Linked DNA regions of Mus musculus: all the other regions are linked to region 4. The links are chromatin contacts, called in public promoter capture Hi-C maps. All regions are on one chromosome and are shown on one strand. The core of a region is the stretch at or near the end of the contact, and the rest is flanking DNA. Distances in the headings are between cores, read along the strand shown.

The links. Promoter capture Hi-C pulls out the DNA fragments that hold promoters and counts their contacts. Capture Hi-C pulls out chosen DNA fragments and counts their contacts.
Region 1: a contact with region 4 is called in a promoter capture Hi-C map of the SN4741 cell line, with 2.4 times the contacts expected there. The contact joins the promoter of Hoxa10 here to the promoter of Hibadh in region 4. A contact is called at or near these places in 6 of 39 promoter capture datasets (the HPC-7 cell line, the SN4741 cell line, embryonic stem cells and 2 more), 7 of 115 datasets of contacts at active chromatin or transcription factors (acute myeloid leukemia, bone marrow-derived macrophages, embryonic basal ganglia and 4 more) and 4 of 9 other capture datasets (adipose tissue, liver, macrophages and 1 more).
Region 2: a contact with region 4 is called in a promoter capture Hi-C map of adipose tissue. The contact joins the promoter of Evx1os here to the promoter of Hibadh in region 4. A contact is called at or near these places in 7 of 39 promoter capture datasets (the C10 cell line, cranial neural crest, embryonic stem cells and 2 more), 3 of 484 Hi-C or Micro-C datasets (embryonic stem cells and nephron progenitors), 10 of 115 datasets of contacts at active chromatin or transcription factors (astrocytes, bone marrow-derived macrophages, embryonic forebrain and 5 more) and 2 of 9 other capture datasets (adipose tissue and liver).
Region 3: a promoter capture Hi-C map of 3T3-L1-derived adipocytes shows a contact between it and region 4, with 18 times the contacts expected there. The contact joins the promoter of Hoxa13 here to the promoter of Hibadh in region 4. A contact is called at or near these places in 21 of 39 promoter capture datasets (the 3T3-L1 cell line, 3T3-L1-derived adipocytes, the C10 cell line and 12 more), 6 of 484 Hi-C or Micro-C datasets (3T3-L1-derived adipocytes, beige adipocytes, embryonic stem cells and 3 more), 20 of 115 datasets of contacts at active chromatin or transcription factors (acute myeloid leukemia, astrocytes, bone marrow-derived macrophages and 13 more) and 4 of 9 other capture datasets (adipose tissue, liver, macrophages and 1 more).

Annotation. Positions count from the first base shown.
Region 1 is chr6:52,231,749-52,238,312 of GRCm38.p6, forward strand. Hoxa10 (homeobox A10) reads right to left here and starts at 3,191. Exons shown (of 2, transcript NM_008263.3): 1 at 2,211-3,191; 2 at 1-1,032. The coding sequence starts at 3,186. The coding sequence ends at 758. Gm52902 (a long non-coding RNA gene) reads left to right here. Exons shown (of 2, transcript XR_003956434.1): 2 at 164-903.
Region 2 is chr6:52,312,577-52,319,633 of GRCm38.p6, forward strand. It overlaps Evx1os (even skipped homeotic gene 1, opposite strand), which reads right to left and starts at 2,256. Exons shown (of 4, transcript NR_038163.1): 1 at 2,195-2,256; 2 at 728-994; 3 at 177-254. It overlaps Evx1 (even-skipped homeobox 1), which reads left to right and starts at 922. Exons shown (of 3, transcript NM_007966.4): 1 at 922-1,695; 2 at 3,162-3,418; 3 at 3,957-5,802. The coding sequence starts at 1,269. The coding sequence ends at 4,523.
Region 3 is chr6:52,256,971-52,263,624 of GRCm38.p6, forward strand. It overlaps Hoxa13 (homeobox A13), which reads right to left and starts at 3,910. Exons shown (of 5, transcript NM_008264.1): 1 at 3,667-3,910; 2 at 3,582-3,665; 3 at 3,572-3,579; 4 at 2,894-3,570; 5 at 1,883-2,178. The coding sequence starts at 3,804. The coding sequence ends at 1,934. It overlaps Hottip (Hoxa distal transcript antisense RNA), which reads left to right and starts at 5,805. Exons shown (of 2, transcript NR_110442.1): 1 at 5,805-5,894.
Region 4 is chr6:52,637,073-52,644,006 of GRCm38.p6, forward strand. It overlaps Hibadh (3-hydroxyisobutyrate dehydrogenase), which reads right to left and starts at 3,228. Exons shown (of 8, transcript NM_145567.1): 1 at 3,089-3,228. The coding sequence starts at 3,176. It overlaps LOC115490472 (a small nucleolar RNA gene), which reads right to left and starts at 2,283; the gene lies at 2,162-2,283.

The DNA.
Region 1 (6,564 bases), core at 1,941-4,440, 410 kb before region 4:
AAAGGTGAATGAAGGATTTTAGCCAGGCAAGCAAGACCTTAGGCAAACGGGAAGAGAGGTTTCCTTCTCTTGCCCATTTTAATTTTCATTTAAAGCTGGGAGATCTTACAAAAGAAGGAAAAATTAATCTTACTGATTATTTCTTTTTCACTTTTTCAACCAGCCAGGTCAAGCCCTTTAGCTAACCTGAATGTCCATGCTTCCATACTCTGCTCTTGGCCAAGGAAGAAAAGAAGAAAGAAAAGAGAAACCAGGCCTGGACTCCCTGATTAAACACAGCCCAGCACTCCAGGCTGGCGAACCCGGTGGCGGCTCCTTGCACCATTGACCTCAGGCCAGACACCTCAGCGCCGACAATGGGACCTAAGGCTTCCGGCTAAGTTTACCCAGGGCTGGGCAGGAAACCAGATCCGTGGAGGAGTACTGGGGCCCTTTCCTAGCAGTGGGTCCCAGAGGCAGCAAACCCAGCCCATTCAGGACTTGACACTGAGAAAGATCTCAACCTCTATAGAATTTTAGCGATATGGCTTTTTCCCCCAGAAAACAAGCAAACAAACACCAAGCAAACAGACAAAGAAACAAACAAACAAAAAAAGCCAGAACAAACCAGCCCTGCACAGACGAAACGGCCTGGGAGATGGCGAGTGTGGGAGGGAGAAAGGGGCTCCGGCACAGGTGTGAGTTCTGGGGCAGAGGCTGGAGGCAGAGGATGGGTCCAGGCGCTCAGGAAGCGAAAAGACGTTGTCTGGAAGTTTCATCAGGAAAAATTAAAGTTGGCTGTGAGCTCCCGGATTCGGTTTTCTCGGTTCATTTTCTTCAGTTTCATCCTGCGATTCTGAAACCAGATTTTCACTTGTCTGTCCGTGAGGTGGACGCTACGGCTGATCTCTAGGCGCCGCTCTCGAGTAAGGTACATGTTGAATAGAAACTCCTTCTCCAGCTCCAGCGTCTGGTGCTTCGTGTAAGGGCAGCGTTTCTTCCGGCCGCTCTTTGCTGTGAGCCAGTTGGCTGCATTTTCGCCTTTGGAACTGCCTGGAGTTTAAGAGAATACAGAGGGGAAGGTTAAGTCGAGGCCACTCGGGCTGTATGAGGGGGGTGAATTCCGGGTCTTTCCCATTTAGTGGGATGCCCGAAGTCATAGAGAGAGGGTTATGCCCTCCCTCCTTTTGCAAGAAATCCCTCCAAAAAGGCATGACAAAATCGGCCTCAAATCCACACCCGGTCCTCCCAATTTACATTTTCCTCTACTTTTTTCCAGGCACCTGTTTTAGCACCACGCCGCGGGGCGCTGAGAGAATGAAAGGCCGGAGGAGGCGAGGCCGTACATCTTGAACTTAACGCCTTTCTCTGCCTCTCACCCAGGGGCAGGGAAGCATTTCCTGCCGGCCCCCAAGCTGGGGTAAGGGAATGCTTCTTTGGACGAGAGGCTGGCAGCTCCACTGGCTTACCCTAGCCTCCTAGATCGCCCCAGGCTAGAGGAGAAGGGCATAGTTGGGCCAATGGGGAAGTTCCAAAAACCCGATTCTGGGGTCAAGGGCTTGGGTTTGGCTCCTGTCCCTCCAAGTAACCGGAGTGTGAAGCTGGGCAGCACCAGATTCCAGGAGAAGGGGAATGGCCATTCCTAGGTTTTCAGCTCTGGGCCCAAGCGTTCCGGCCGAATTTGTCTTTTCTTTTTTCTTACAACCAGGACTCCCGCCCCTCCAGAAACTTTGAAAAACGCATGGGGGATCGTAAACTCGAACTTCGCCGGTTAATGGGCTTATTTATTGGCTCTGGCGGCTGCTTATTTTGGATGCCTTACAAACATCCGTGCTATCTGCAAGCGAGCCACTTTTCCTCCCTGCCCCTCCCCCCCGCGTGGGCCGCGCTGAGCAGGCTGGGCTAAGGACCAGGGCTTGGGGGTACTCAGGGCCACGAGAAAGTGCAAGCACGGGAGGAGGGCTGCTCGCTGGTGTTCTCATCCCCCAAGTCTGGGTGAGCAGGGGCCAGAGCTGAGGACGTCTTGGTGTGGGGCCCTAAGCCGGACGTGGATTTTTACAGCATCCCCACGCCCAAATATTAAAAACAAGTTCAGAAGGTCAGCCTGCCGTCAGTTTGGGCCAAGGCCTACGGCTGCCGCGCGGGCTTCTGGTCCTCTGCTCCTTCCTTGTGGGTCTGTCTGTCTGTCTGTCTGCCCGTCTGACTTGAGCCCTCGGTTGAGCTCTGCTTACCCAGGGAGTCCTTCTCCGGCGAAGCTTTACTGTTTTCTGAAGGGGCTGGAGACAGCTCCTCAGCCGCCGAGGATGACGCGTGTGCCTCCTCGTCGCCCTGCGAGCCGCCGCCACCGGTGCAAACCAGAGTGGGTGGTGGCGTGGAGTCTAGGACTCGCTCCTTCCCGGCTGCCTCGGTCGAGCCAGAGGCCAGTGCGGGCGGCGGGTCGAAACCGCGCCCCGGGGGCTGCGCAGGAAAGGGACTAGCGAGCTGCTGCGTGCCGCCGCCGCCACTGCCGAAGCCCTTGGCCGTGCCGTAGGCCTGCGACAGGCGGAAGTAGCCGGGTACTGGCACTCCGCTGGAGGCGCCCAGGGCGCAGCCGTCGGGCGGCGGGCCCCGCGGGAAAGGGGCCAGATCAGCGGCGGCCGAGCCCTTGGGGCATTTGTCCGCAGCATCGTAGAGGCAGTAGGAGCTCTCTTCTTTGATGTTCTGCGCAAAAGAACACGAAGTGGCCTGTGGCTGGGGTTGAGGTGGCTGCGGCGGGGGCGGCGGCGGCTGCTGCTGCTGCTGCTGGGGTTGTGGCTGCGGTGGCGGCGGCCCGTCGGGCGGCTCCATCCGGCAGGAGCGGGGCGCGTCCAGCCACAGGTCTAGGGGCGCGGGCGCGTAGCCATGCGTCCCAGGACCCAGGCCCCCGCTGCCACCACCGCCACCGCCTCCGGGCGACGGCGCTTCATTACGCTTGCTGCCCAGCGCGGGGAAGAGCCCGCAGCTTTGCAGCCCGTAGGGCAGGTCGCTGGCAGGCGGCAGGTAGACCCCACCGTGGGCGTAGTAGCCACCTCCACCGCCCCCCGCGCTACCGCCACCAACACCAGCCTCGCCTCTGCCTGAGCTGATGAGCGAGTCGACCAAAAAGGAGTTCGCGGCAGGGCTCTCCGAGCATGACATTGTTGTGGGATAATTTGGCGAAGGGAGCAGATAGCCCTTTCTGGCTGACATTTCTTGTGCAAAACATGCTGAATACGATTAGCAATCCCCCCCGCACCGCGGCGGGCGCTTGCAGCCAATCCCGAGCCAGAGTTTCCACGCGACCACTCCCAGTTTGGTTTCGTAGGCGCGGGGCCGCTCTCTGAGGGCGCCCTCGGAGCCCGCGATTGATATAAATATGTAATCTGTATTGATGGGCCAGAAGACGCACGCCTGACACCTATGGCTCAAAGGCCGGAACTGTGGGGGCTGCCTCAAAGTGGAGGTTGGGGGACCTGGCTCTTGAACCTGTACCCCCCCCCCCCCCATGCAAGGGACTATTTGGAAGCACCCTTGGGCTCTGCGCTGTTAACAAGTGGAGTGTTTATGATGTGCACCCCAGCCAACCTTGGGTGCTCCCATGTCTGCTATGGAGTGGCCATGAGTCCCCGTCGCCTTGATCATTTAAACGGGCCCTGTAGCAGGCTAGCTATCCTATACATTTCTGGGCCTGGAGCTGGCCTCAATTCTTAAGTTTGGCTTCCCAAAGTGGCTGGTAAAAAAGTCATACTAAGGCTGTCAAGATCTTTGGACGGTCCAGAACCTACAGTAAACCAGTACGGCCTCAAACATCTCACAAAGAATGAATATTGTCCGAAATCCATCGGCCGATGATCAATGCCTGGATCCTCTGTCCTCACTGTCTTACACCATCCTCTGGTCAGTGAAGGTTTTTCTCCTTCACTGTGATCAATCGGTTCATGCTCTCTACTCCTGTCATCCAACCTTGCACAGCTGCCTTAGTGAGGTGAAAAATCAATAGACTGGCAAGAGCCCACCACCACCACCACCACCACTCCCGACCTCCCAAACCACAGTTCAGAGGCAAACGCATACTCCCCATCCTCTACCTTTAGAGGACTAGAATGCTGGCTTTGGGTCTCTGGCCTTTCTGTGCTGGCAGAACTGGAAGGAAAACCTTGGGAGAATGTGTCTAGCAAATACCTCCGCCACACTGCTTTCTCTCTCGCTCTCCTTTGAGCCTAAACATTCCTTGGCTCCAGGAGGTTCTGACCAAACCTGTCTGTACCCCACTCTACCCCCAAAGACATGGCGAGGGCAGTCCTTTTCCCAGCCATTTTTGTCGTATACTGTGCACATTTTAACAAGGTGGTGATGAGGAAGTCCATTCCCTAGGAGGCTGAGCTGGGTTTGGGCCCTATTATAAGAGACTCTAGAGCCCAGGGTGCTACCTTTGGGCAATTGAAAATGGTCAGCCTACGGCATGCTAGCCCCCAAATGTGGACCTTATATCAAACTTAGGAAAGGTGACCTTTTTCGGCAGGATCCATGGAGCTTGCATAGTGGATGCTTTACTTCTGACCTGTGGGTTACAGGGTCTCCAGGATGCCCCAGTCCTGCCAGCTCCAGTTGGAACTAGAGAGCTACTGACTGCCCAGGACCCTTGAACCACATTGTTCAGACCTCTGCAAATGGCAGGGAGAGAGTCTTGCTTTTAGTTGGCTATATTCTGGTTCCTCCCAAAAGGAATCCAGGACAAAAACAACCCTGATAGCACTCTGAGAGGGAGAGGACACAGGGAAGCTGACCAGGTAGAGGCTAGGCTCTGGCTTCTGAGATGCAAGACACTGCAGTTGGTTGCAGCTGCTTGGCAAGCCCACACCCAGGAGGCTATGCCTCTGCTAATACTCAAGAGGAATCTCTGCCAGTTCTACCTCTGTCTCTCGAGAGGTGATGGGTGGGAGGCCTGGGTATCTGAGCATCTAAATGTAAAAGAAAGGGATAAAGAAAGAAAGAGGGACAGAAGGGGAAGAAGGAGGCAAGGAGACAAGGGAGGAAAGGAAAGAGAGAAAGAAATTCAGATGAGCAGCAGCTCTCTGCAGACAGCCTCTCTGGAAAATAAAAGCTGGGTCTATGTGAGACACCATTAACTATCTGATTTGCTTCTGTACCCAAGGCCAAGGCAAATTTTCACACAGATAGGCCTTGTTACCCTACCTTAAGCTTCCAGATGTGCGTGGTCCTTGCTCTGTTCACTAGATAGGTGGAACTCCTGTGTTCAACAGTGCCACCTGGAAATGTCCTGAATCTGGGACTGCTTGAAAAGGCACTTGACTCTCCAGCACTTCTGATACCTCTCTGGAAAGCTGTTATGTGGGAAAGTGGGTCCCAAGAGCGCTGACTATTCCTTGAGGAAAAGGAGCTCTAGTAGGTCAGCAGGCCTGTGAGCCAGGCTCCTGAGCCGTCCCTGTCTGGATCTCACACAAAAAGGAGTTTCCCTGGCTGAGGTTTTTAAAGAACCAGTGGCCATTGAAGAGTGTGTTGGAGATAACAGAGGCTACAAGGATAAGGTAAAAGACAGTGATAGAGACAGCATCTTTCTTAACCTTCCAGGGTTACAGGGAACCTTCTGAGTAGTCCAAGGGTAGTTCTGACTTATCTTGTAAAACAAAACAAAACAAAACAAAACCCCCTACATCTGTGCATTCCCATGATTTGACCCATCATTTTCCAAGAGTTCATATCACCCACCGCAAGCCGTTCCCTCAAATTCTCTAGAGGGCTCTCCTTGGACTCAGCGGGCCCCTGCCTATTTGTCTGGTAAGACAAGCCAGGTGCCCAACTGCAAGCTACTTAGGTTAGTCCTAGCCAAGGCCTTGTAGGATAGCCAAATGGGTTTCTAGGTTGTATGGGATTCAGAAGCCCGCACTTGCTGGGCAAGGTTTAAAGGCTCGGCTCCAGTACTGCATTACACTACAACGGCTGCCTCTACTAAAGAAGGAGGAAACTGGATCACTTGCTACCAGCCTCACAGACCATGGCATTGGTAATTGAATGTTCACCAACCTTTTTGGGAGCAGTTACGTTGTTCTCAACATTCCCCTAGCAAGAAACCAAACAGGGTGCTTAATTTAGGGTTTCCTTTCTTTTCCTGTTCAGTGTGTGAGCCTTTATAGCAACCCCTCTCTGACTGGGGATCTCGGTCCTACTCTCATTGAGACTGGCTGAGCAAGGGAACAACAGAACCTACCATGGACCACCGCCCAGTATCTGGCAGACTGGACTGGAGTGGTTGTCTTAAAGTAAATACAGTGACTCAGAAGCTCAAGTTAAATGTGGCGGTGGGCTGAGTGCCTGCTGGGCTTTTTTGAGTCTGGAGCCCCAGGCATCCCTCAGGCAGCCTGAAGGCTCCAGTGTCTCCCTAGACTACAACAATGAGGTGTTAGCCTCCTCAATAAAAATATTCTGTTTATTGAGCTCCTTGCCTTTATGGAGATTCACCATCCCTGGGAGATTAAGTCTAGCCATCCCCCTTTCTTTCTTTTCTCCTTTGCCCTTCCCTTTAGCAGCTGAATTCCCCTTTCCTTCTTGGGATGCCTTTGACCTAAA
Region 2 (7,057 bases), core at 1,006-3,505, 330 kb before region 4:
AGGCCAGCACCTTCTACCTGGGCTCCTTCCGTACTACCAGAGCAGGGGGCCGGATTGCCAGCTCCTTTTCATTAGAACACGCCGTTTGTGGCAGAATTCGTTGACTCTGTAGAAATACCTAAAATACAGACAGAAAAAGAAAGGCCAATCTTAGACCCTTTCCCTAACCGACATACCTGAAATAGCCCGGAGATAAGCCAAACCAAAAGATGTTTTCTTCTATGAAGAGCCAATCCAAATTCAAATCAGGCCATCTAGATAGAGATAATTAACAACAACAACTCATTGAACACTTCGAATTTTAGCCAGGTGATCTGGGTGGGGAGAGATTTTTCTTCTTCTTCTAAAATCGAGGAACACTGTGTTAGCACACAAGGCCGGTTCTCAAAGGGGAAAACGATATCTTTTGGCTGTTAGGGGATGAAAATAAAGTTTGGTTCTTAGGAGGGAGACAGATGGGGTTGGGGAGATGAGGGAGGAACGGGTACTTTAGGCTCAAGCTCCCCAGACAACTGAGGTGGAGGGTACCTTTTCAGTAGCTGGTTAAAAAAAAAAAAAAAAAAAAAAAGACAAGCGGTTGTATTAATACTCAGAAAACCTGGGTTTGTAAACAGCTTCCAAAGAGTAGCTATGGATTCTTTCATTAGTATTAGATCTAGACACCAGGTTAAGAAAACAGAAGTCAAAACAACAATAAAATAAAATTTCAAAAGCATTTTTCAATTACCAAGTCCTGTTGCCCCTGTGGAACTCGCTGCGCGCCTTAAGCGCTCCCTTTTCTGTGTGCGGAATTCCATTTGCATCCTCTGTGTCTGGGTGTCTCCCTTTCCCAGTGTGTGTGTCTCTCTGTTTTCACACTCTCCTCCCCATTCGAGCGAGGCCCACACCTGGCGCATCACTGCCGAGCCATTAGCTGCGGGTCTCCTTTCATCTTCACTGTGGCAGACGTTTCTATTTATCCACTTGCGTTCGCCGAGTGGCGTCACCAGCGGTACTGTAATGACGATTGCAGCAGGAGGATGACAGCTTAGAAAGAAGAGGGCAATGGGGCTTCCTCCCAGAGGCGGTGCGGCACAGAGGAGCGCTCGCATCACAAGGTGACCCTAGCTCCCCACTGCCATCTCCGCGGTCGCCGTCGACACGGCGCTGGGGCTACCCGGCGCCTGCCTTGTCGCCTTAGCTCCTCTTCTCAGCCAAGATCCCAGGGAGCCTGGGATTAGGAGCTTACTTGGGGGTTTTCCCCCTCCCCCCCTCTGGAGAGTCCGGGGATGGAGAGCCGAAAGGACATGGTTATGTTTCTGGATGGGGGTCAGCTTGGCACTCTGGTTGGTAAGAGGGTCTCTAATTTGTCCGAAGCCGTGAGCAGCCCGCTGCCTGAACCGCCAGAGAAGATGGTGCCCCACGGTTGCCTGAGCCCGCGAGCCGGCCCTCCGACTTCCCGGGAGCGTGGCGGGGGAGGCCAGGAGGAGGAGCCGGTCGATGGACTAGCAGGCAGTGCTGCAGGGCTGGGCGCCGAGCCACGGTCTGCTGGAGCGGCCATGCTTGGCCCGGGACCCCCAGTCCCCTCCGCGGACAGCCTCTCTGGCCAAGGGCAACCTAGTAGCTCAGACACCGAATCGGATTTCTATGAAGAAATCGAGGTGAGCTGCACCCCAGACTGCGCCACCGGGAACGCCGAGTACCAGCACAGCAAAGGTAGCCACCTTGCCCCTCCGCTCCCCGGTCCGCCCACTCCACCCACAGTTCCCTTCATCTCAGGCCAGGTGCAAGATGCTCCTTTCCCTTGGGGCAGGATGGCTGGGGGTTGGGTGAGTGGGGCGGGGGCACCTGAACAACTCTTTTGCTCTCTGCACCTTAGTGTGTGTGAGGGCTCTCGTGTTATCCCATTAGAGTGACAGTTGTGCCTGGACGAATGTCAGCGTTGGCACAAGTCTTGACTTGAGGGGTCCAAAACGCACCCCAACCTCCCAACCCCCGAGTTTTGTGGGAATGATTCAGCTAAGACGGAAAGACACATCCGTCGGGTAGGGCAAGATCAAACGGTTGTCCGGGCAGTTTGACTGGAGGGGAGCAAGGCACAAGGAGGCGCGGAAGCCCGGAGAATATAAAGGACCGTAAAATCGTGGCGGACTCTGGTCTCCGGAGGGCTGCAGCCCTCCGACCAGTTTGCACGTCGGTCAGAGGTCCAAATTACCTTGTCACTTCCCGGGCTGGCGGCGCCAGGTCGGAAATGGTCCCAATGGTCTAATTGCCTTTGGTCTCCGGTTGCATTTGAAAAGGCGGGGATTGGGCCCTCCCCCTCCCTCTTTCCCTCAGTCTCACTTCTCCACCCAAAGGAAAAGCAGCTGCAGGGGGGCTGGAGCCCCACCCTCCTCTGGGGTGGGTCTAAGGGGTTGGTACTTTAATTACACTGCTCCTTCTCACCAGGGGCTAATGGGAGTGGGGGTGGATAGCTCAGAAGGGAGTCTCTCTATACCAACAATATCCACTCCTAGGAATGAAAGACTGGAAGCCCATCAGCAGACACACCTCCACAAAACCATGGGAATGGGTGGGAAAGGCTTGCCTCTACCTCTAGGCCTAGGCAGCCAACACCACCTTGTTAAGTATCCACCTCCATCTCCTATCATCTTATCATCTATCTAACCCAGCTTCTCTACCATACCATGTCCTCACAACCCATACTCAAAATATACCACTCCTGCAATAGGTGCAACCCAACACACATCCCCACACCTGGTACTGGCATACTGGTGCACACACACACAAGATCGAGGAAGCTCACTGTATGTCCAACAAGCTACAATACATTAACCTCAAGAATTCAGTGTTCCGGCACATCCTTACCCATCCCTACCAACACAAGCAGAGAGTTCAGGGGATATGCCCTTTGCTGCACCCAGGGGCAAGCGGAAGGGAAGCCTTTAGACCCAGTATGCCTTAGGTCCAGGTCTTCCAAACAGCCACTTTAAGCCTGCCCCAAACCTTTTCTGTGTCAAGACCTCTCCGGTGAAGCTTCCAGAGCCCCAGCAGAATCAGTGACTGAGGAAGCTAAGGGGTTCTCCTTCTAATGCCCCTCCTCCAGCCTGAAGTCAGCATTTGTTTGTGTATTTGTGTTGTGTCTCTGTATGTGCACCTGTGTGCTCTGGGCTCCTGTGCAGCGCCAGGCTCCGATGCTCTGGGTAGCAGTCCTACCAGTGGCAGCGAGGCCCCCAAGAGTAACGGTGGCAGCGGCGGCAGCGGCTCTCAAGGCACCCTGGCCTGCAGCGCCAGTGACCAGATGCGCCGATACCGCACGGCCTTTACCCGGGAGCAGATTGCAAGGCTGGAGAAAGAGTTCTACAGGGAGAACTACGTTTCAAGACCGCGGAGATGCGAACTGGCAGCAGCCTTAAACCTTCCTGAAACTACCATCAAGGTAGGCTGGGCTAGGATCCTCGAGGTGGCTATGTACCTAGGTTAGTAGGAAGGAGATGTCAACGGTCTACTGCAGCTGAATCGTCTGGGCCTGGACTCTCCAATCTGGTACACTCAGAATTTCCCTCTGACAGTCCATAGTCAGCCACTGCTGCCAAGATTCCCGTCCTTTTCCTAGGCAAACAGACTACGGAGACAGGTGACTGCAAGTGACAGTGTCCCCAAAGAACAGGGAGCCCTAAATCTATGGGAAAATGTCTTTTGCCTCCCCAGATCCATTGAGGCAGGCCTTCCTCTTAGTACCCTCACTCCAGCTTGTGATGCTAAGCCCGGTGGGCAGGCTGAGCGGCTGCCCAGTCCTGCTCCCGAGGGTTTCCATCTGGGTTGGTGGCCTGCCCTTGTCAGCTGGAGTTGCTTTTGACTCTCCCCCCACTCCCCAGCCCCCCTCACTGCGAGCATGGCCCTCGCACCCCACCCACCCCCAGCCATGGGCCTGGGCCTGGCGCAGCCCTCCAAGGCGCTCCTCTTCCTCTCCTCAGGTGTGGTTTCAGAACCGGCGCATGAAGGACAAGCGTCAGCGGCTGGCCATGACGTGGCCGCACCCGGCCGACCCTGCCTTCTACACCTACATGATGAGCCACGCGGCGGCCGCGGGCGGCCTGCCCTACCCCTTCCCGTCGCACCTGCCCCTGCCCTACTACTCGCCCGTGGGCCTGGGCGCCGCGTCCGCCGCCTCGGCCGCCGCCTCGCCCTTCAGCGGCCCCCTGCGCCCGCTCGACACCTTCCGCGTGCTCTCGCAGCCCTACCCACGGCCCGAACTGCTGTGCGCCTTCCGCCACCCGCCGCTCTATCCCGGCCCGGCGCACGGACTCGGCGCCTCGGCCGCCGCCGCCGCTGCCGCCGGGCCCTGCTCCTGCCTCGCCTGCCACAGCGGCCCGGCCAACGGGCTGGCGCCCAGGGCCGCCGCCGCTGCCGCCGCCTCAGACTTCACTTGTGCCTCCACCTCCCGCTCGGACTCCTTCCTCACGTTCGCCCCCTCTGTGCTCAGCAAGGCCTCCTCCGTGGCGGCGTTGGACCAGAGAGAGGAGGTGCCCCTCACCAGATAAGGGGGCGCCCTCGGGGCTGCCGACTGCAGGATGGACGTCGTGGGGTGGAGGTCGGGGGAGCCTTCGGGGCTCCTCCAGCATCCCACCTGTCACCTCTCTTCTCAGATGCACAGGGGAAAGGAGGTGGAGGTGGGGGGGGGGACACCATAAAGGACTCCGCCTAGAGGATCCAGGAGCCCCAGAAGCGACATTGGCTGCTTAGGAGCAGGAATGGGGTGGGAAAGCGTCCCCTGGGGTGGCCAGGCCTTGCCATTCTCCACCGAAACCACCACTCTATCAGAGGTCGAGGCCTTGGTTCAACAGCTACCCGGGAACAACCCACTCCCAAGCCCCTCGTACCCTTCAACTGGGCCCCCACTCTCCTGTCAAGGGCAAGAGCTGCGAAGGGAACTCGCTGTTTCTTGGAACAAAATGCTGTGTATGCAGAGCAGGTAGAAATTAATCTTCACCAGCTTTTCCAACGCATGGCAGGGGGCTTGTTGATGGCAACATCCCAGCCATTTAGGGGAGAGATGATTTACTGCTAGGGAGATGCTTGCCACTTGGCGAGGAACCTGGGAGCCGGCTCACCTTCCCAGGGCCTCAACTACACAGCATCTGGGGAGTGGTACCCTCTACCAGCCACTGACTTCTTTCCCTATTTCTGGCTTTGTGACATCTCACGACCCGACCTGTGCAGCTCCAGCCTTCTCCCTTCCGGTTTGACATTGGCAGGGAAGGGGCAGGGGCTCCAGGGTCCCTAGGCAGCTTCTGTGGGGCGAACCTCTTCTCCCTTAACCCAGCACACAGCCTGATTAGCAAGTGATGGGTGAGGAGGGGTTTTTGAATGTTGAATGTATGTATAATAATGATCACCACTCTGCTGGGCCACCAAGCCCGGAGCTGCTGAGCCGGTCTAACAAGGCGCCCTGGGAAGAGCTTAGGGAACGGAGACTTCTTACATTCTTCTCTCATTGTCTCCCCAAATTGCCACAGGGCCTTGGCTTTCAGCTGCCAGTACAAACCTTCAGCGCCTCTGGAGGACCCTGTCTCTCCCCTTCACTGGGGTTTATTGGGGAGCCACTTAGGAACTCCTGTACTCATCCTTATAGCCAGTGTTTGAGGAAAAGGACAACTTCAATCATCCAATGCAGGCTTCCCTCCACTGGGAGGAAGTGGTCCTTCCTGCAGGGAATGAATTTGGTTTGGTTTGGGGTTTTCCTTTGCAGCCCAAAGAATTTGCTGTTATGATTTGTTAACCATATTGCAATAAAAGCTGAACATGATTCTTACTTTAGCATTTAAGCATAAGTTTTGTTTTGTTTTGTTGCTATTTTTGAATTGCTAATTTAGCTACCGTGGGCATGTATAGGGACAGAATAAAGGAGATGGACTCACAGAGGGAGGGGTCTCCTAAGTCCCTGTTGGGCATTGGCAGGATCCAAACAAACACTGCAGGAAAGTAGAAGTCTGTCTTCCAGATGACTGGGGTGTAGGCTTGGTTAGTTCTGGGAGTATCTAGGACTTGCCATAGGTAGATTGGCCCCCTAAAGTGTTCAGTTTGCCTAGGGCTCATCCCTCTAATGGATGAATCCTTCAGTTGCTCCAATAGGGGACTTCAGGGCTGCCATCTCCTTTAGTCCTTCCTCCATGATGAGCCTGATGAGATAAGTAGTAATGACAGGTGCTGGACCATTCCAGAGAGCAGTGTTTGCTGGTGGAGTCAGGCCTCCATCCATGCATAGAAAGAAGTGGCTGGATGAGGGTTGGGATGGTCCTACCTGGAGGATGGAATTCTGGCACTACATAGCACTTCCCCGACCTACTCAAGAGTGCCTCGTTCTGAAATCCCAGCCCAGTAGCCTTCTGGGAAGCTAGGAAGGTTTGGGTTGCCTAGCAGGGAGGGTTCTCTGCTGGGCAGTGGGAACTCCACAAATGCCCTCTGCCTTCTTGTATACTGTGGCCCCGCGTGGAACCTTCTACCCAGCAACTGTGCTCCCACTCTTTCCTGCCCCCAGGCCCTCGAAGTTCCCTCTGAAGCCAGGGGCTCCCCAGTGCCAAATCCCAGCAAATTTTGCAGTTGCTCCACATCGGGCAGAGATTGCTTGCGACAGGTAAATGGGCTGCGGGTTGCCTTAATGCCAGGCGTATTTTCAGTTAATAGGGAGGGAAAATGAGGTGTCTGCAGCGATATTGGAAAGTACAAGATCGATGATCCGGCCTCGTGTCCAATCAGCAGCCTTTAATTGACTGTATTTTCTGGGTAATTGAGCCTCTCTTCCTCCAAATTGAAGTGGAAGATATAACAATACATCTTGCCAGGAGGAATTACTCATTACTTCATAATGAAATTTCCCTTTTGCCAAGGTTTGCGGTTTGGCAGTAGGCACCACTTCTCACTCTATGAGCCCCCCCCCCCCCCCCAGCTTAGCGTGCCTGCACCAGGCCATGCCATCTGGCTTGACATGCCTCACGTTGGTTGGGAGAGCAGACTTGACTATGAAGGTACTGTCCGTCTCTAGCTTCAAGTTCGGACTGTAGAACAGATAAGGCAG
Region 3 (6,654 bases), core at 2,660-5,159, 380 kb before region 4:
TCACATATATACAAGCACATGTATAATTTACATATATTCAAATATTCTCCTTTTGGAGCAAAAAAAAAAAATATGACTACTAAACCTTTAAAACAAGTCAAGTCAGAGCTCAGTTCCCTTGAAGCTGAAGAACGTCAAGGAAGCTTGTCAACACGAGGTGGCGCCCTTGATCTACGAATCTGGCTGAGACCAATTCATGAGCTGTCAAAAGTCAAGGTCACAAATTGTCTTTTTTCGTCAAGGTCAAGGTTTAAGGCCTTTCCTAGTCCTGTCATTTCAACAAATACCAAAAACCTGTCCTTTCAGTCACATGCAGACTTAAGAGCAGATTTTAAAATACGACAGTCTAGGCATTGCTGATACTCAACAACTGGTTTTCATTTGCCACAGGGAGTCTGGGAACCTCCTCTCTCTCCCTCCCTCCTTTCCTTTCTCTCCCTTTCAGAACACCTAACACTTTCATCTCCTCGAAACCTTTTCAGTTGTGAGCTTTTAGTTATGTGAGATTTTTTTCCTCTTCTCATAAAAAATTTAGAAAAACCTGAACAATAATAATAATAAAAGACTGGTCCTTGGCTTGTGTAAAACAAACCTGCTTGTTTAGTTTTTGTGCAGTTCAAGTTCCGCGTAGAAAAGTAACTCGGAGTGTTTCCTTCAGATTTTAATGGCAGTGATTATTTCATTAACAGAGCTAATACCACTATCTACAGATCTAATTTTTCATTTTTAGTGGAAGTATTTAAAAAGCAGGTGCACAAATACATTTTCACAGTGTGCTGAATGTCTTTATTTACAAGATAGCATTTACAGTGAATATGAACAGAACGAATGTGTGAACTGAAATTACTGCTTGATTTAAAATGTGCTGTGACGATGAGTCCCTAAACTTTCTACTGCAGTCTCCTAACACAGTAAACAAGAAAAAAAAAATACTAATCCTTTAGTAAATTAAAATATAGAATGCAGACATCTAAATATTTTGGGAGAACGGGTTTCCATTTTGAGGTTTTTTTTTCTAAGTAAAAAAGGAAAATGATGTCCCTAGCAAAATGTTTAACAAGTATTGGAAAATGCCAATTTAAAAAATTTAAAGAAAGAGTATGTTTTAGGAGAAATCCATACTAGGGTGGGACCTTCCAGGAGAAGGGGCATAAAGTGAATTCTTCGTATTATTTGGTGAGATTTAAACACTTCAAAAATTACAACAAATCCTGTGGAAAAATCCTTTGACAGTGTTGGTTAATCCACCATGTTTGTTGTAAGCAATTGAAAGGTATTTCCAGAAGCTCCTTACCCACCCAGGGTTCTCTTGTAACCTCAAGGGTTTAGCTGGCCAGATTTACTATCAAAACAATAGATCCTTGGATGAGCGTTCTCTCTCCTCTCATCTCCCTTTTTAGCAATAGTTCAAATAAACAATTCAGTGCCTTTCCCCCTTCTAAGCCTCTACCTGAAACATTTCCAGAAGGAACAATGGCAGGGATTTCAATAAGGTTTACCTGAGCAGGCACTTAACATGCAAAGGGGAGGGTGCTGGACCAGCTGCGTGGAAACAGCCTTTGTTTCTGTAACCAGTTTTCAGATTACCATCTAACACAGTGTCCTAAAATATAATGGTCACATAAATACTTACAAGATTTGAGAAAATTCATAATTTATCTGAAATTGTGTGTTTTAGGGGCTGATGAGTTGACTCTAGAGTTTGTCACTTAACGCTGTGGTGGGGTTGTCGGGAAACCTGGCAGTCTTTACCATTCCTTAAGGTTTTGTTTTAATTGTAGATTCCATGGAAGAGAGAGTCCCCTTAGGAGAGCAAACGTCAGCGTCTCTCTATCCAATTCTTCAGTTAGTATGATGCATTATTATTATCTGGGCAAAGAAACAAATCCTTAAGCGTTTCTTCAAGCTGCCCTCTGCTCCACCTTTTAATCCATTAACTAGTGGTCTTGAGTTTATTGATGACTTTTTTCTCTTTGACCCTCCTGTTCTGGAACCAGATTGTGACCTGCCTCTCAGAGAGGTTTGTCGTGGCTGATATCCTCCTCCGTTTGTCCTTGGTAATGAATTTGTTCGTAGCGTATTCCCGTTCGAGTTCTTTCAACTGCACCTTAGTGTAAGGCACGCGCTTCTTTCTCCCCCTCCTATAGGAGCTGGCGTCTGAAGGATGGGAGACGACGTCTGTAAGATAAGGAAGAAGGCAAGTTACTCTGGGAGCCGACCTGAGCCAGAACACAGGCGACAGCTCAATGTGAACTGCCGGCCTTGCAATGCCTGATTGCTCTTTGCCACGAATGCTGTACAATCCAGCCTTCTGCCAAAGCCTGGAGCGTTAGTAGGGGGGTATGGTTAGTTGTGTACTGAAATGAAATCGCCCAGAGTTCCAGTGACCACCCCAATCCGGTCATTCTGCATGTACAGCGGTCCACACCTTAGCACTCAACAGGGTTCAACACTTCTTTCTGTAGAGCTCGGCTCCTCTCAGCTTGCCCCAAGTCCCAACATTCTATGCTTCTCCAACGAAGCCTTTTTTTTCAGAGAACCATCAGGGACAATTTGGTGAGCTCAAAATCGAGTCTATTTCCCATCTTGGAGTCAATGTCAAGGGCTTGGGAGGGTGGGGCACCCAGAGAGAAAGGGGCTGCCGGAGTTGGAACCCACAAGCTTCCTCCCAGCTACCCTTTACCAAAGGAGGGCCCGGGGACCGGCTCGACTTAGGGCAGGGCGGACGGACAGCGCCAGCCAGCCGGGGCCAGGCTCCCAGGGGTGCAGAATTGCTAAGGCAAGCCAGGCCAGGGAGAATGCGGGGGGGGGGGGGGGTTAGTGACCCTGGGGCACGAGCCGAGGAGAAGCTGAAAAGCTGGAAGACCCGGGCTGGAAAGGGGGCGCCATTTACCGGGCAGAGTGGACTTCCAGAGGTGGGGAGGCTGCGTCTGCTCTTTGGGGCAGTACATTTGGCCGTTCCAGCCGTTGGGCAGAGCCCAGGGCTGATAGCTTTCCATGGGAAGCCCCAGAGGCTCGTGGCGCGACTCGCCAGGACCCCCGAGCCCCGGAACTACTGGCATATCCAGGTAGCCGGGCACGGGCTGGTGATGGTGGTAAGGCCCGGCTGCGTAGCCCTGATGGTAGAAAGCAAACTCCTTGGCGCGGGAGCTGAACTCCTCGGCCGCGGGGCCGGCGGTGTCCATGTACTTGTCGGCGAAGGCGGCGGCGGCCGAAGCAGGCTGCGCGCACGACTTGATGGCGTTGGGGTGCGGGCCCATGCGGGCGCACGGGTAGTAGCCGCTGCCGAAGTAGCCGTAGGGCAGCGCCGCGGGCCCCGACGAGCTCTGTGCCGCCGCCGAGCAGGGACTGCACTGCTTGGCGGCCTCGGCACCCGCGGGCCCCGCCGGCCCGGGCCCTCCCGACGACGACGCGGCAGCCGCGGCGGCGGCGGCAGCAGCGGCGGCGGCGGCGGCGGCGGCGGCGGACGGGGGCGCCTCCCCCGGGGCGCTGCTGTACGCGGCCGCGGCGCCGGGCGCCAGGGGTGCGGGATGCGCCATCAGGTTGCGGCACTGGTTGGCCGCGGCGGCGGGCGGCGGCGCCGCTGCGGCCACCGAGAAGTTGCCCCCCGCGGCCGCGGCAGCCGGGTGGGGGAAGCCCCCGCCCCCAGCTCCCGCCGCCGCCGCCGGCCGCCGCCCGTGCCGCCGCCGCCGCCCCTTCCATGTTCTTGTTGAGCTCGTCGGCCACCAGGCCGCCGCCGTTGTCGTAGAGAAACATGACGGTGGGCTCGATCCAGCGGGGGTGGAGGAGCACGGAGGCTGTCATAGCCCGAGCCGCATGGAGAAGACCCCAGTGGCGCTGTTTTAAAAAGCCCCCAAGAAGTGAAGAGCGCGGCGCGCGGGGCCGGGGCCCGAGCGAGGGGGGCGGGTCGCGCCCTGCGGGGTCGCGCCAGGCGGCCGCCCATTGGCCCGCCCCCGGCCCGCCCCCGGCGTATGCAAAGCGGGAGGCTCCGGCTCGGCTCCGCGCTGGGCCCGCCGTCCCCGCCGCCGCCCGCGCGGTCCTCTGCGCCAGCTCTAGCTCCCGCCGCGCGGCCGCGCAGCAGTCACCCACGGAGGAGGCGGGGGTGGGTGGGGGGGAGAAACTAGGGCGGGTGGGGCTGGGAACACAGGGACCCCGATCCCTTCCCGGGTTTCGCGCGGAGGTTGGGAGGGGCAGTGAGCGGCTGCGGTTGGGGTGCGACCTGAGGTCGTGGGGACAAGTCAGGTAAATTCTCCAGTGGCCAGGAATGAGGGTTTGCCTTGGCCTTGGACTGGCCCAGGATGTCCTGGCATGTTTTAGGGACCTCTGGGGCTGTTTTCTTTCCAGGGATGGATACATCTTTCTGCAGCTAGACCCTCCCAAGGATGTGGGAGCTTTCGCCTGGCCGAGATTGCACTCCCCACCCCCCCCTGGGGAACAAGGGCGTTTGTTTCCTGTTGGTTCCAGGAGAAGTCTGGAGCAAGGGTCCCAGGACATTTCTCTGGGAAGTTTGGGCTGCATTTGGGAGCTCCCTTCCCTGTTCTCAGGCTCTAGAGGACAATTTCAATTAGGCCTAAGGACTCAGAAGATCAGAACAACTAATTGTATCTCCTACACTCATCACACACGCGAGCGCAAATATTCGCGCGCGCGCACACACACACACACACACACACACACACACACACACACACACAGAGAGAGAGAGAGAGAGAGAGAGAGAGAGAGAGAGAGAGAGAGAGAGAGAGAGAGAGATGCATACTGCCACATTGTCCAACTTGTATATACAGCTCGCTATTCATTCCGATGCAGCAGCTATTCTCTCTGGTCCGCAGAGGATTTCAGATGAAGAAAGCACCATTCACTCACACTCCTGTCTCAGGAGTCCGGCTGCCTTTTCCTGAAGGGGTTTAAGAGGAACAGGCCCCAGCTGGGCTGCTGGCTGGAACTCCAGCCACGGTTCTGGGACTTCCTACAAGTCACTCCATAGATCCTGAGTTGGACACTTCAGACACCTGGCAATCCACTGTTGCATTCCGTTTTGGGGAAAGAGAAAAAGGCTCTTTGGGATCCTTTCATGGTTTTTCTCCTAATAGGGGCTCAGCCTGTAGTGGGTTCAAGGTGCCGGGGTTCAGCTGATGAGTTCCTCTGTACCTTGAGCTTGGTGGGGTGTTTGTATTGGGAGAGCAACGTTTGGATGCAGTGTTTTGATAAAGGATTCTGGGGACCCTGCCTCCTTAGGACTACATGCATTTCTGGTTGTGCAAGTGTGAACTGGTCAGACATCCAGAGGGGAACAAATGGTCAAAGTGAAAGTGGTGCGTTCTGGAAAATATAGACTGGGAAGAGTTCTGTACTATCTTTGCTCAAATGCTCTGGTAGGCAGCCAGGCTTGGACCTGTTCTCTAGTCCTAGCTTGTAGACTTAGCCCTAAGCTAGAGCATCAGACATACCACCCAATTCATCTGCTGCTCTGTAAGCCCCCTGGGCTTCTGGTAAGATTGGGACCAGTAAGGCGAGGCTCAGGCTTTTATCTGCCCGGATCCTGGGTTTGTTCTGACTAATGTTAAGTGTCGCCCAATAAAACCTTCCCTGATCCCCACACCCAATTCTCCCCCACACCCAGGGAGTCCTTTCTCTCCTGACTTTAGCGGTCCTGGGTAAATATTGATTTGCCCCGAGTTTACCTTCTTACTGCCTGACCATTTGCAGACTAAAGAACCAACCTCTGTGAAGACTTGATTTCTGTGTTACTTTGGAGCCCTTTTCATCCGTCCCCCCACTCCTTCCTCCCTCTAAGTGGCATTGTAAAACTCAACAGTGACAAAGAGACGAAGTACGGTTCCAGGCTCCAATTCTCGGAGACTCTCGGAGACTCGAGGGCAGTTTACATACAGGTCAGACACGCTGGAGGCCAAGGTCAAGTTGAAAGTTGCTGTCTAGTCAGCGTGAGAAACTACAATGAAAGCCCAGAGACAGAGCCGACTGCCCACCTCCCCTCGCTCTCAATTCCCCCATCCTTTGCTATCTGGCTTCTGGCTCTGTTTGGTTTCTCAGCATCTTTTTTTTTTCCCTCTCTCTTTGTAGAGTTTTGGGGGCGGTGTTTACAGGCTGGACTGGTTCTTTTCTGTCGGCCGCCCTGCTCTTAGCTGGGTTTCTGAACCTCCGAAGTTTTCCAGCTAGGTTCGGAAAAAACGAAAACACAGCTCAGGAAGGCTCCACCAGCCGATGCCTATGCCAGTTCACCTCTGGCAGTGGCTGTACTGCTGGTCCACACAGCAGCCAAGACCAGCTCCACGTTCTTTCCTCCCCCTCAGTTCACTGGAGCCGGGAGCCCTGCACTCAGGGGAAGGGCCTCAGCTCTACAGACTGCCAAAGTCGGCTGGGTCCCTCCGGCTCCAAAAATGGTGAGAAAGGAACTCATCTTTTTCCACAGAGGAATCAGAAGCAGGTTTGTCTGGGAAGAACGAAGCAGCGGGGAGGCTTTGGGCTGCATCTTTGAATTCAGTGGGCTTTGCTTCCTACACGTGGTATCCCTGTCGTGGAAGGACTTGGAATGTGAATTACTGAAGTTTATATTTTCTTATCAATTTAAAAGAGAGAGAGAGAAAACCCAAGACAGAATTATTTAGAGAAAGTAGCATCCTTGTTCTCCCC
Region 4 (6,934 bases), core at 1,978-4,477:
TCTCACGTTACTTCAGTAATAAGTATTTCTCGGTGGGTACTCTTGTAAGTTCAAGGTCAACTTTAGTCCCAAGGCCACATGTAACTTTCAGACCTGCATGTCCCAAACTAAGTGACGCTAATGTAAATGGAAAACAGTAACATTATATACTTGATTACTCTGAGGTTACAACCTCAGAGTTGGACTTGAGGTTTGCTTTGGAATTATTTTAAATGCCAGTGTTTATATAAATTAATAATAATGACAAATAGTAAACTAACCTCAAAAATGTTAACTTTTTTTGAGATTCAAATCTTTTTTTTAAAAAAGTGGAGTACATTCTACAAAACCATTATCACTTCTCCTCCCCTAGCCTCAGGGAACATCGCGGACCATGGGCGCTGAAGAGTGAGAGGATGATGAGGAATGCCACAGAACAAGACCATCCAGACACCACCCAGCTGCTACAATCGTGGTCACCTGACCCTTCAACAGGCCATCATGCACAGAGGTGGTCCCATGAGGACCCACCCTTCCTGTAGTGCTTCTGCCTGCTAATGGGTGTTGCTGGAAGGGTTATCATTTTGTGAATGGTGTGACTGGGGAACAGGCTGGCAAGAAGGGGTTCAGAGGGAAAGGAGGAGGTAGAACAGAGGGGAATGTGGGTGAATATAATCACAAATTGCTGTATTATGGATAAAACTGTGAGGAAAAAAAAGCTTAAATCTAAACATACAAGAAATACAAGCACATACACAAAAGGCATCTGTAGTTTTTTAAACTTAGTATTTGCAACTCTATATACAGTGCTATTCAATTTCCCACCCCACCTTTGGTCAAGTGGTCTTTAAAAATGTCCTGATACAATTTTTCTATGTACATGTTGAGGAGTCCCAATAAGTTAGTTGAAGAAAGTGTGTGTGTGTGTGTGTCCTCTTTAAAAAATAGACCTAAAGCTAAGTACAATTATCTTTTTTAAAAAATACAAATATAATTGAGGAAAATACGTAATAAAAAATATTTATAAAAAATACAAAATTTGCTTATTAAATGAATTATGAAACAGGAAAGAAATTATTTTCTCTGTTTCTTCTGGTATGCATTAAATGTATTACAGCTGCCATAAGTTGACACCTTGTAAGTCTCATTTTTTAAAAAGTACATGGGTCTTTATAACACTATCAACTATTCTCTATAAATAGCTTAAACATAATATGGAGGCAAATCCCTCCACAGAATTCAGAACATCAAGTATTAGTAATTGAACATGGTTCCTTTTCTACATTTTCCTACACTTCAAAGTTGCATGGAGATGAGGTATTTTCCCCAATTTTTAGAAAAGATTTAAATCTCAAAAAAAATTAACATTTTTTGTAATTAGTTTACTATTTGTCATTAATATTAGTTTAAAATAACTAATTTAAAATAACTCCAAAGTAAAAAGGGATTGTTTGAGTGTTTCAAAGACATCACTAAAGAACTTTTTCTTAAAATTAATTGTTCATAGACACATGCCTTTGGGCCAGAGCAGCCCAAGCACAAGATGGCTTGGTAAGGCAGTTTACCCAGCACCAGGGAGACAGGTCCTTCCTGCTGTCAGAGCATAGGATTATAAGCTTTGGCCTCAGACTCTCCTATCATGAATTGTAAGAACTTTCATAACCCTTAAAAGGTACATGAATGGTTCAAGAAACTATCATTAGTCACCTTGTAAAAACACTAAACAGCAAATATATCATCCTGAACTAATCAGATCTCAAAATGTTGTACACTGATAAGAAAACTGCTGCTCCCTTCAAAGTGTTTTTAAAAAGAAAAAAATTATATCCAAAATCATGTGTTTGCATCTGGCTAATCACAATTCCTTATCTGTCATCTGCTACCTATTGCACACAAATGCTCTTCCAAAGCAGAAAGAAATTTCATAAGTTTTTCCTGAGGGCAAAGACTGGGAGCTGCTCAGAAATCAACTCCCAACATATTTCTTACACAAAAATTAAAACAAGTGAACACAAGCACCCTGAATCCAGAGCCTCCTGCATGCTAAGCAAAGGCAACGGTGTTTTGTTTGCTAGTCCTGTATATGATAGTGCTAACCAGCACATTGTTAAAATAAACTTTTACATTTAAAAAAAAAAATCCTTCGGTATCTCCCACAAATCAACCAATTTTTTTTTTCAACACATGTTCCCAACAGGTTAACTGCTAGACAAGTAGCATATGAAAACCCTCATGGGAATTTTTCTTTATGGTCATGTCCACAGCAAATGAGAAACTGCATTCTAAAAGCCTTGGTAATGACCATTTCAACCAATTCTTAATTAAAGAGGTGTCTTGATGTCCTAGAAAATCCAAGAGTCAGGGAGAAACAAGGGGTACTTCCTGGATCTTGTTGGAGAAGTCCCAATTTACTCATTCTAAGGCCTTGGGAGATCCTCATGTGAAAAGCAGTTCTCAGATATTCATGTCGCTCTAAAAGCTTAAAACCTGGTCACTTTCCATACTTGCAGCACAGCATAGTAGTCGGTTAGGTTATAGACACAACTTTGAGGCAAAGAATTGTGGTTAATATTTCGACAAAAGTCCACCACTTTGAGGCAGCACAACTCCATTTCATAATGGAGTTCGCTCTGCTTGCTGGTCAAGGGTGACAAACTTTGCTGGATTTCTAGGATACCGCCATGCCACCGACTAGAGTAGTTAAAACACAAATTAGGCCTTGAAGTCTGAGGGAGCCCCCGCTTAGGGTGAAGCCAGGGAGCTGGAAGGCCAGGGGTCCCAGAGGTGGGTGCGGTGGGGTCACCTCTGGAGCTGAGCCCTCCAAATGTCCTAGGAGCCCCAAATCCAAAGCGCACGCCAGGGACCCAAACATTCCTCCCTTCATCACAAGCTGTTCCTGGGTCCCGCAGAGGAAACGCTGAACAATCTGGAGCCGGGCATAGGGCAGGAGTGGAAGGCTGACGGCTCAGGAGGCAGTTACAAGGGGGCCCAGGCCTAGGAGGCGACCACAATTGTCGCTTTTACCCTCAAACCAACCGCAGCCCTTCGGGCGAAAAGCCCTCCTCGGATGACCAGAGGAAGAAGAGCAGATGGGGCGCGAGGTCCTTACCCGCTGCAAGGCTGCCCACGGGCCGCCGCCGGCCGCTCCAGTACCAGAGGCCGGAGGCTGCTCCCCGGAACCCCAAGGAGGCTGCCATGCTGTCCCCCGCCCCGCCTCCGCGCCGTGACCTCCGCCGCCTCACACACGGCCTGTGAACTACGAGTGTGCGCAGCCGGGATGGCCCGCACCTCCGTAAGGACAGCTCGCGCACGCGCTCTCCTTGCTCGGCTTGGACTCCGCCCAGCGCGGGGCGGAGCACTGTGTTGAGAGGCGTGGCCGGAGTCGGGAACAGTCCAATCAGGATCCCGAAATCCATAGACGCCCTGCCTTGCCTCCGGCTCCTGCTGAATTTACAACCTTTGGGTGAGAGAATTCTTGTTTACCCAAAAGCTGAGGGGTGTGTGGGAGGCGGTGGCTGTCGCTCACTACCGCCTCCTCCGAGCACCTGCACTGAGCAACTGCCTCTTCACTGGGCTGCTAATTGTTTTTCTTCCTCCCAGACAAGAACCGCAGCTACTGCAGTATTAAAGGAAAGAGCAGAAATGTTGTGTTTCCTAGTATAGGGACTCATTTTTAACTTCAGTAATAAATACATGGACCTCCCAGGGTTAACATATATATTTTCAGCGTCTGTTGAAACACAATCACAGAATCTACCATGTGTGTAATAACTGAAATCTATGTGATATACAACTCAATGGTTTTTCCAGTCGTATTTGAAAAGTAGTAGGGAAGTAATTTAATAGCACTGTTCTCTTTGAAGAGTAGAATTTCTAGGAACTTACTGAGTTCCAAGAAATGCGTCAATGTTTAAAATTTTCTACAACCTGCATCTTTTGAACCCAAAATCTAATGGTACATTTAAACCCAGGAAGTAGTATATATGTATATTATAAAAACAGATATTTTGCTGATCTTTCCTTATTTGACTATTTGGTATATTTGGTGGCTTAAATAAGCATGGCCCCCATAGACTCATATGTTTGAGTGCTTGGCACATAGGAGGTGTGACTTTATTGGAGAAGGTGTGGCCTTGTTGGAGGAAAGGCATCACTGTGGAGACCAGCTTTGAGGTCTTACATATGCTCAAACGACAGCTAGTGTGGCACACAGTCCCCTTCTGCTGCTTTCAGATCAAGACCTAGAACTCTCAGCACCAACTCTAGCGCCACGTCTGCCTGGATGCTGCTATGTGCCCCACCATGATGACAATAGACTAGGTCACTGCAACTGTAAGCCAGCCCCAATTAAATGGTTTTGTTTTTATAAGAGTGGCCATGGTTATAGTGTCTTTTCACAGCAATGAAACCCTAAGTAAGACAGTATACATATTTGAATATCTGTTCCTTGAGGATAATCGCAAAGTATTCAATTTCCACTGGAGAATTTTTATCTTCAGTACACTAAAACAAGACTTGTAACCTTTGAAGAAAAGTAGGCCAAGAGGCAAGAATGGGGCTTGGGGGGTAGGGGGAGGGCAAGCAATAAGAAAACCAAGATGCCTACCTTCCATCCTCAAAAAAAAAAAAAAAAGCAAAACAAAACAAAATGACAAAAAACACCTGTGTTCGTCTTGTTTTAATTCATTTTCCTTGTGCTGCAGTCATCCTAAAAAGCAAAATCAAGGGATTCAAGTTTGACCTTTAAAAAGCAAAGTGCCTCTTCCTAGTCACCCACAGGGCTGATAAAAGGAAAACTAAGATTGTCAATTTTTTTTTTTTTTTTTTTTTGCAGGCTCAGGAGTTCTGGCATGGTATTAATGTTCCCAGGAACCCATACGGGAGTTCAAGGACCCATCTGGAGCTATAGGAAACCAATTCCCTTCTAAACAGTCCTCTGCCCCACCCTAAAAACAGAAAAGAAAGTCAGATGTAAAGAGAAAGTAAACAAAACAAGTATAAACAAACAAATAACATCGTAGCTACTGGATAGTCTTCGATTTGGTGCTTCCATCCCTAATAGGGCTAATTGGTTTCTGAAGTATTTCATGTCTCTCTATTCTGGTTTCTTTAGGTTTTACTGGAATGGATTTTCTGCAAGCAATAAATGTGTCCCTACAGGTTTCTATATTTAACTGCTGAAGTGCAGTCTGCTTCCCAGCTCTGCCGACCCCCACAGCAGAGCTGTTTACGACACGAGACAACACATCAATTCATCTCCGCGGCTCCTTGAGTTAATATCCCAGTCCTCCTGAGATTTTACGCCCAATCAGATTGCTTTTGTCATTTTTATTGTGAGCTACTGTTTTTGTTTCTCTGGGTTGTTTATGGGGCTCTTTTCTTGAAAATGAGTTATTTCTTACAAAAGGCCGACTCTTGTGAACACCATCCCCCTAGGAGTAGAAAGAATAAGGGACTGTGGGAGAGCAAGGGAAGCACCTCTTATGTGTGGTTTGGTTTAGTTTGCTTTGGTTTCACTCTGGCTATGGAACTCATCCAATATTGAAAGTTTGATTCTATTTGTTTCAGTGTCACAAAGGGCTAAGTCATAGTTTTAATTTATTCCCATATCCTGCAGACTATTGTCTCCTTCCAGAAGCGCTGACTTGCTTCACAAAGGATTTTCAAAGGTGGCTTTTCCTAAGTACTGCGACTTTGTTAAAATCCTTACGACTTGAAGGTTGTATTATATTTGAAAGGCAGTTTACTGTCTATGGTTAGACTTGCGGGGAGTTGAGGAGGCTAGGATTTAAGACAGGGATTGGCCTGGAACTTGCTATGTAAACTAGGATGGCCTGGAATTCCTAGAGATCCACCTGTATCTGCCTCCTGAGTGCTGGGCTTCAAGGTGTGCATCTCTGCACCCTGCCCATCCCATGACTCTTTACGTACCTAATATATCCCAGACCCAGAGCTGGAGGGACCAAATGAGAGAACCAGAAGAAGCCTTGTTAGGTCTCAACCCTGGGACAAATGGCTAGCTGAGGTGCTGAGGGGCCTTTTAACAGCAAAGCGGATTCTGGCTATCAAGTTCTTCCAGCATCTCTCAGTTCCTATTAGGGTCACCCTGGCTGGTATACCTAGCTCTCCACCTTAAAGTCTCCAGCCCAGGGACTGACTGGCTGGGCTGCCCTTCCAGCAGCTGCTCTTCCCTACATAACCCAACCATTCTGATTACACAGTCCTTTTACCTTTTGCCTCTCCCTTCTTTTCCCCTCTCCCCCTTGCTCCCCTCTTCCCCTCTCCCCTCCCCTCTCTCCTTTCTCTCCCCTCCTCTCTCCTCTCCCCTCTCCCCTCTCCTCCCCTCTCCCCTCTCCTCCCCCTCTTCCCCTTTGCTCTCTCCCCCCTCCCCTCTCCTCTCTCCTTACATGGCCCTGCTCAGTACACTGGTCATGTCCTCTCTGGACGCTCCCAGATGTCTCTGCCTCAGCCTTCTATCTGTAATAAAACCCTCCACCCCTACGAAGCAGTCATGTCCTCCTTTTATTTCTTTTCCTCGTTCATCCCTGAGTAAAGTTCTGAGAGGACATGTGCTGTTGATACGGGTACAGCCATGTCAAGGACCCTTAGCCTCAGCCCCATGGGAATGGCAAAGCCTTCCCAGGGTGAGACCAAGAGGGAAAAGACAAAGCCTTACTCTGAGGTCCAATTGTGGGTGTTAATAGTATGTCCAGAAATGTCCACCATAACTTTCTGCCCTGGATATTTATGGCCTGAAGACCTCACCCCAGTAAGACTGTTCCTGCTGAGATTAGATGTTAGCTAGACCCCATTTTCTTTTTTTTTTTTTTCTTTTTTAAAGATTTATTTATTTATTTTCTGTATATGAGTACACTGTAGATATACAGGTGGTTGTGAGCCATCATGTGGTTGCTGGGAATTGAACTCAGGACCTCTGCTCTCACTCCGGCCCTAC